2 separate regions of the Mus musculus genome follow, and region 2 is linked to region 1. Evidence: chromatin contacts called from public HiChIP or PLAC-seq data. All regions are on one chromosome and are shown on one strand. The core of a region is the stretch at or near the end of the contact, and the rest is flanking DNA. Distances in the headings are between cores, read along the strand shown.

Region 1 (3,323 bases), core at 421-2,920:
AGAGGCAGCCCTGCACAATTATGTGCTCACCTCCCTTGAAGATACAGCAGATGCCAGTGCTTTGAAGAGCACAGATAATAGCAAAATTCGGGAATAATTAGCAAGCGACTGTATATCACCTTTGTTTTAAAAATAATTTAGCTAATTATATGTTTGCATAAGTTAATTTCTTAAAGTACGAAACAAGCAGCCTTGCAGAGTTCTTGAAGATTTAACACGTGGCTTCCTCTGAACCTGCTGGCGTGTCTCCAGCACACCGTGCTCTCCCTGGCAAATGCCAACTGGCTCTTCCCACTCAGGATCCACAGAGCCTGCCTCCCCTGGACTGGGTGTGATGCTCTGTGGGTTCCCGCGGCTATATGGGCTTTCTTCTCTCTGTGGCCCACAGTCTGGGTTATTTCCATTCTTTTATTTTGCCAGCTTTCTTTTGGAGGAGGGATGAGCACAAGGACCCACAGTTTTCTTATTTCAGGATGCGTGGGAAGAGCTTAGCAGGTAGAAGACCCTCGGTAAATTCTCATGGACTCAGGCAGCACTGCGGGGCAGAGAGATAGGTTCTGAGATTTGAAAAGTAAGATGGGAGAAGTCTGATGAAGGGGGCTTTCCCCAGGGCTTCAGACGTCTGGGAAGGCAGAGTCAGACGCCCCTGTTACTGTGAGGGCCTTCAGGAGGGTTGGCCTCACCAGGTCATTGGCAGCCTTAAGTGAGTGTCACTGTGCTCTTGAGACCAGACAACACTCATTTCATTCCGTTCAGCTCATGTCTCAGCTGTGTTTCCTATCAACGCCAGACTTCAGCAGAATCACATATAGGGGAGTCTCCAGGCTTTATATTTGGGTTGTCATAGCTAAATCTGACCCATGCCATAGAGGAACAACTCAGGAACACCTAGCTATGGCCTAGGTGTTTTCTTTGGCTATGAGTCTCCCAAACCCTAGCTGAAGCTGCCATTTTCCCCCCAGCCATCTCCCCTGCCTCAGAAGCCTTTCTCTGGGGGCTGGCTGCTGTGGCTTTCTCTTTTCCTTCTCAGGAGCAGTACAAATAAGGATGTAGCTCATCCTTCCTATTCTGCTATTCCCTGACCCTCCTGTCAGCTAACTCAAATCCCTCTTGCTTTCGTGACTGCCTTTCCTTCCCCCGAGCAATGACCTCACAAAGGGGCCTGTTCCCCATCTTCTATCTCTTCCCCAACCTCATGGCAAAGATGTGACCCAACCCAGCGTCTCTCTCTCTCTCTCTCTCTCTCTCAGAGAAGCAGTCACCAAATGAGGACAGCTCGTCTGCTGCAGTAGTCACTCTCCAACCCCTGACCTTTGCTGAGGTTCCACCTCGGCCTCCCCACTCCCTATGACTAGCATGCACACCCTACCCCACAGCCTAGGCTCCACTGTCCACCTGTCCAGACTTGCCTTCTGTCCTGCTACCTGATGTGCCCAACCCAGGCCATCCCCTGTGGTAGAATGCCTCTCTTAAATCGGAGAACAGCAGGAAGAAGACTCCGAGAAGGCAACTTCCTTCTGTCTCCGTTGCCAGCCAGTTTTGTGAAGGACCCTGAAGCCTGGTTCACCACACACCAGTTGATTAGTCAAAGGAAGGATCTGAGAGTTGGCTCTGATCTCTGAGGTTTGGTAGCAGGAACCCATCCCAGGTCATATTCTACAGAACTTCTGCCTCTGCCGGAAAGACTCTCATCGCCAGGCTGACTTCCCCTTCGGCTGTCCACATTCAGACACTGCCTGCACTCTGCTTCCAGTTCTGCAGAAACCAACGCCTAGTTCTTTTTTTTTTTTTTTAAAGATTTATTTATTTTATGTATGTGAGTACACTGTAGCTGTACAGATGGTTGTGAGCCTCGTGTGATTGTTGGAAATTGAATTTTAGGACCTCTGCTCCCTCTGGTCAACCCCACTGGTTCTAGCCCAAAGATTTATTATTATAAATAAGTACACTGTAGCTGTCTTCAAAAAGCACCAGAAGAGGGCATCAGATCTCATTACGGGTGGTTGTGAACCACCATGTAGTTCTGGGATTTGAACTTCGGAAGAGCAGTCAGTGGTCTTTAACCGCTGAGCCATCTCGCCAGCCCCGAATACCTAGTTTTTTTTTTTAAATTATTTATTTATTTTATGTATATGAGTACACTGTCACTGTTTTCAGACACACCAGAAGAGGGCATCAGATCCCATTACAGATGGTTAGGAGCCGCCATGTGGTTGCTGGGAATTGAACTCAGGACCTCTAGAAGAGCAGTCAGTGCTCTTAACCTCGGAGCCATCTCTCCAACCCCCCAACACCTAGTTCTTAAATGCTAATGTTCTCAGTTGTGCTTGGCAGGTCTCCTCTGTACACCCCTCACTCTGAAGACTGAAGCAGGAATAGAGACTGCAAGTGTGAGGCCATGCTGAGCTACAGAGAAAGCCTCGCAAGATGAAGCGTGTATGTCCGCTTTCCATGTGTGCTGACTCTGATCGCCTCAGAAAGTCCTGACAGTCTTTTTTGGTTCTTCTTCTGCTGGGGATTACACTGGGTCTTATGCAGACTGAGAATGGCCTTTGTTCTGGAGCTGGATCCCCTGCCCCAAGCAATACTCACCCGAGGGCACTTCTTGGTTATTACTCCAGTCTTTCCACAGCAGTGGGCGTCCTCCCAAATGCTGAGGGTTGGATGTGTGTGGAGCCGGTCCACCTCGGCTTGGAAGCTGTTTCCTAAACAAGGAGTTGCACTGCAGGCAGCAAGCACGGGGCCTCTGGGAGTTTCAGTTGGGCACTGACCCAAACTTGGGGGTAGGGGACATAAAGGACACTTTCCTAGAAGAGAGGGCATCCGTTCTGACAGCTGGGGTAAGATGAAGTCAGGCAAAGGGGTGGGTGTGGAAAGAGGGGGTGGGTCTCCTGGTTCCTACATGTGAAGGGCCCGAGAAATTCTGTGGCTGCAGCAAGGAGAGGGATCATGTGCTGTCTTGTACTTGCTCCTGAGAATGACGGGAAGCCATTAAAGGTCTCTGAATAGGGAAGTGGCAAGAGGAGACATATGTCCTAAAAACTTCTAGTGGCCCTGGAGACACGGATTCGGGATGGGTAGAGCACTGGTGGGAGACGCAGCTTGAAGATGAGGGAAGGTATGTGTTGAATGGCTGACCGTGAGGGTGCACGGACAAGAGGCTGGGGAAACCCTGAGACTCTGGCTGGAGCGGTGCCCCTCTCTAAGACAGGACGGAGCAGAAAAGCGCTGGCTCAACGCGACGCTCGGGTCTCATTGTCACAGCTGATGAGATTTCTCCGATCCATCAGGAGGAGTTCACGCGCCAGCTGTTACACGAGTGC
Region 2 (3,243 bases), core at 55-2,554, 300 kb after region 1:
GCCTGCCTCTGCCTCCCAAGTGCTAGGATTAAAGGCGTGTGCCACCACTCCCAGCTTGTGTGATTTGTTAATAGTGATTGTCACAGGATGTAGTGACAATGAAGAGACAAGTCTCTGTGGATGTCTGTGAGGGATTATCTAAATGAATAGGGGTGGAAGACCTGCCCGGGTTGTGTGGGTAGTCCATCCCATGGACTCGGTCCTGAACTGAACAGAAAAGGTCCAGCTTACCGATTCTGGCATTTGTCTCTGCCTCCTCACTGCAGGCCGTGAGACCAGCTTTCTGAAGCTCCTGCCCCTGTGCCCTCAGACTGTGACCCCAAACAGTCTCTCTTGCTTAACTTACTTCTATATTTCTTGTCTTTTTTTGTTGTTGTTGTTTTTTGTTTGTTTTGTTGATTTTTTGAGACAGGGTTTCTCTGTGTAGCCCTGGCTGTCCTGGAACTCACTCTGTAGACCAGGCTGGCCTCGAACTCAGAAATCTGCCTGCCTCTGCCTCCCGAGTGCTGGGATTAAAGGCGTGCACCACCACGCCCGGCTTGCTTCTGTATTTCTCACAGCAATGAGAAAAGGAACTATTATGCTGTCAAAAGATTAAACAGACATTAGGTTTCTTCATTTAGCTCTGTAGCGCTTAACTGCCTATGGCTGTCCTCTCCCTTTTATTCATGGTACACAGAGAAGATAGTGCCTCACCACCTCCCACTTCACCTCTGCAGAGCACAGCTGCAGGAGTAGGGACAGGAATTCTTAGTGACTGTGTGTCTAGGTAGGTTTTCTTTCTTCCTTTTCTAGAACGATCTCTCAGCATTTTAAACTCTGTGTCTTTCCCATGCTTCCGTCGTGAACACCCAGGCATACATTGTCAGCTCTGCCCAGTTAGGGTGAATGCAAGGGATTTGGTTTTCTTCTTTCTCTATAATGCTGTAGATATTTTTAAAGTATGACAATGAGAATTTTGTAAGTTGGGCTACATTTTTAGGGTTTATTAAGAAACCATGAAGTTTGTTTATTTTAAGTAGGGTTTCCTATAGCCCAGCTGCCCTTGAACTTCTGATGTTCCTGCTTCCCCCTCCCAAGTACTAGAATATTGTTTAAAGTGTGCTGTTAATATTGTATAGATTGTCATCTACTCAGGACATTCATATCTTCTGCCACTGAGTGGTTACCCCAGCCAGTCTCATGGATAGTTTCTCTCTCTTCAAATTATGATCCTCCTGCCTTTCTGTCTTGCACATGAGCCATCATGTTTGGTTTCTGTTTCCCTTCCCCTTTTCTGTGTTGAAAGTAGAGGAAGGAGACTTTTTGAGAGTATACCTTAGAAAGAAGAACAGACAAAGGGCCTGCTGACTTCATTATTCATCTGCAAAGTATAGACTGCTGCTTCATGGTTTAGTGTGTCTTTCTTTTTATTTTGGTTTTTTGAGACAGGGTTTCTCTGTGTAGCCCTGGCTGTCCTGGAACTCACTCTGTAGACCGGGCTGGCCTGGAACTCAGAAATCCACCTGCCTCTGCCCCCCGAGTGCTGGGATTAAAGGCGTGCGCCACCACGCCCAGTTTAGTGTGTCTTTCTTGTGCAGGGCCATGCTAACCTTGTCCTGATTGTAACAATTGTATTGCTGAACTAGGCACCAAGTAATCTGTCTCCTTGAATTCTGACTGCAGTATATTCATTACAGCCCAATAGTGGATTGACAGCACAGCTGGCCAGCTTCAGATCCAGTACTTCTGGCTTATGACTGTGGGCGTGATCCCTGTAAAGTAGGGATAGTGGTAATTACTAAGGGGTTTTAGGTAATCTGTAGAGTTAACCCATGAAAGGTGCTCATGGGCTTATGGTAGAGCACTTCCCATGTACAAGGCCCTGGGTTCGGGTCTTTGGTTCTGCTCAAGCAAACAAAGCAACCCAGCAAGCTCTTTCATGGTGCCCCTAAACTTGTTCCTTCAGGGTTAGGTGCTGTCATTACTGAGCATAGGATCTTTGAAGGATATTGTGCTACATAATAGAGATCCAAAGATGGCCTGTGGGGCTGCTGCCAATAGCAGGACATGGTGTGAGTTTACATATTAAGTGCATGTACTTGCAGGTATGTACCAGAGATGACTGATAGAGGTGAGTGCCATACATTTTAAAACAGATGGGTCATCAGGATGGCTTCCTTGAGTGTGTGGCTTACCTTTTCCTCTAGCCATGTAGAATTAGGGAGGGGATAGGCGAAGAGAAGCAAAAGATGTGGCAAATTCCCTTTGGTCCGATGTGTAGAGTTAGTTTATACAGCTAACCTGGGATTTGGACATTGGAAGTCTCAGTATTCCTCAGTGAGGCTCAGCCGTGTGCTGAAGTGCTGCCTGCTGTACTTCACACACAGGACTGAGTTGGGTAGGGGAGAGCAGCCCCTGGGCTCACACCTCCTCTCTCTGCTGTGTCTCTGCAGTATGACTTCTCCTTGGAAAAGAAAACCATTGAGTGGGCTGAAGATATTAAACTAATCCAAGAAGCTCAGCGGGAAGCAGAGCGGAAGGCCGAGGAAGCAGAAGCTAAAGTGAATTCCAAGAGTGGTCCAGAGGGTGACAGCAAAGTGAGCTTCCCCAAGACTCACAATACAGCCACAATGCCACCTCCTATTAACCCCATCCTTGCCAGCTTACAGCACAACAACATCCTCACTCCAACTCGGGTCAGCAGTAGTGCCACAAAGCAGAAAGTTCTCAGCCCACCCCACACAAAGGCAGACTTCAATCCTGCTGACTTCGAGTGTGAAGAGGACCCATTTGATAATCTGGAGTTAAAAACCATTGATGAGAAGGAAGAGCTGAGAAACATTCTGGTAGGAACCACTGGACCCATAATGGCTCAGTTACTGGACAGTAACACAGCCCGGGGAAGCTCGGGGGCTGTGTTACAGGATGAGGAGGTCTTGGCATCCTTGGAGCAGGCAACCTTAGACTTCAAGCCTCTTCATAAACCCAATGGCTTTATAACCTTACCACAGTTGGGCAACTGTGAAAAGATGTCGCTGTCTTCCAAAGTGTCCCTCCCCCCTATTCCTACAGTAAGCAATATCAAATCTCTCTCCTTCCCCAAACTTGACTCTGATGACAGCAATCAGAAGACAGTCAAGCTTGCGAGCACTTTCCATAGCACATCCTGCCTCCGAAGTGGCGCATCCCGGAGTCTCCTAAAGCCTTCCACCCAAAGCAGTGCCAGTGAGCTCAATGGGGACCACACTCTTGGGCTTTCAG

What was found. HiChIP or PLAC-seq counts read pairs in DNA pulled down with a chosen protein or histone mark.
Region 2: a contact with region 1 is called in an H3K27ac HiChIP or PLAC-seq map of microglia, with 4 times the contacts expected there. The contact joins two enhancer-like sites. A contact is called at or near these places in 3 of 115 datasets of contacts at active chromatin or transcription factors (embryonic stem cells and microglia) and 1 of 9 other capture datasets (embryonic stem cells).

Annotation. Positions count from the first base shown.
Region 1 is chr4:41,071,966-41,075,288 of GRCm38.p6, forward strand. No RefSeq gene overlaps it. Among named protein-coding and RNA genes, the nearest start is that of Gm25637, 23 kb to the left of the region's middle. Within about 2 kb of position 1,671, at least 38 of the 459 cell types and tissues checked have an H3K27ac peak or open chromatin away from gene starts, as enhancers often do. A contact at or near this core is called in microglia, where this site is marked.
Region 2 is chr4:41,376,512-41,379,754 of GRCm38.p6, forward strand. It overlaps Ubap1 (ubiquitin-associated protein 1), which reads left to right. Exons shown (of 7, transcript NM_023305.3): 4 at 2,436-3,243. Among named protein-coding and RNA genes, the nearest start is that of Ubap1, 29 kb to the left of the region's middle. Within about 2 kb of position 1,305, at least 63 of the 459 cell types and tissues checked have an H3K27ac peak or open chromatin away from gene starts, as enhancers often do. A contact at or near this core is called in microglia, where this site is marked.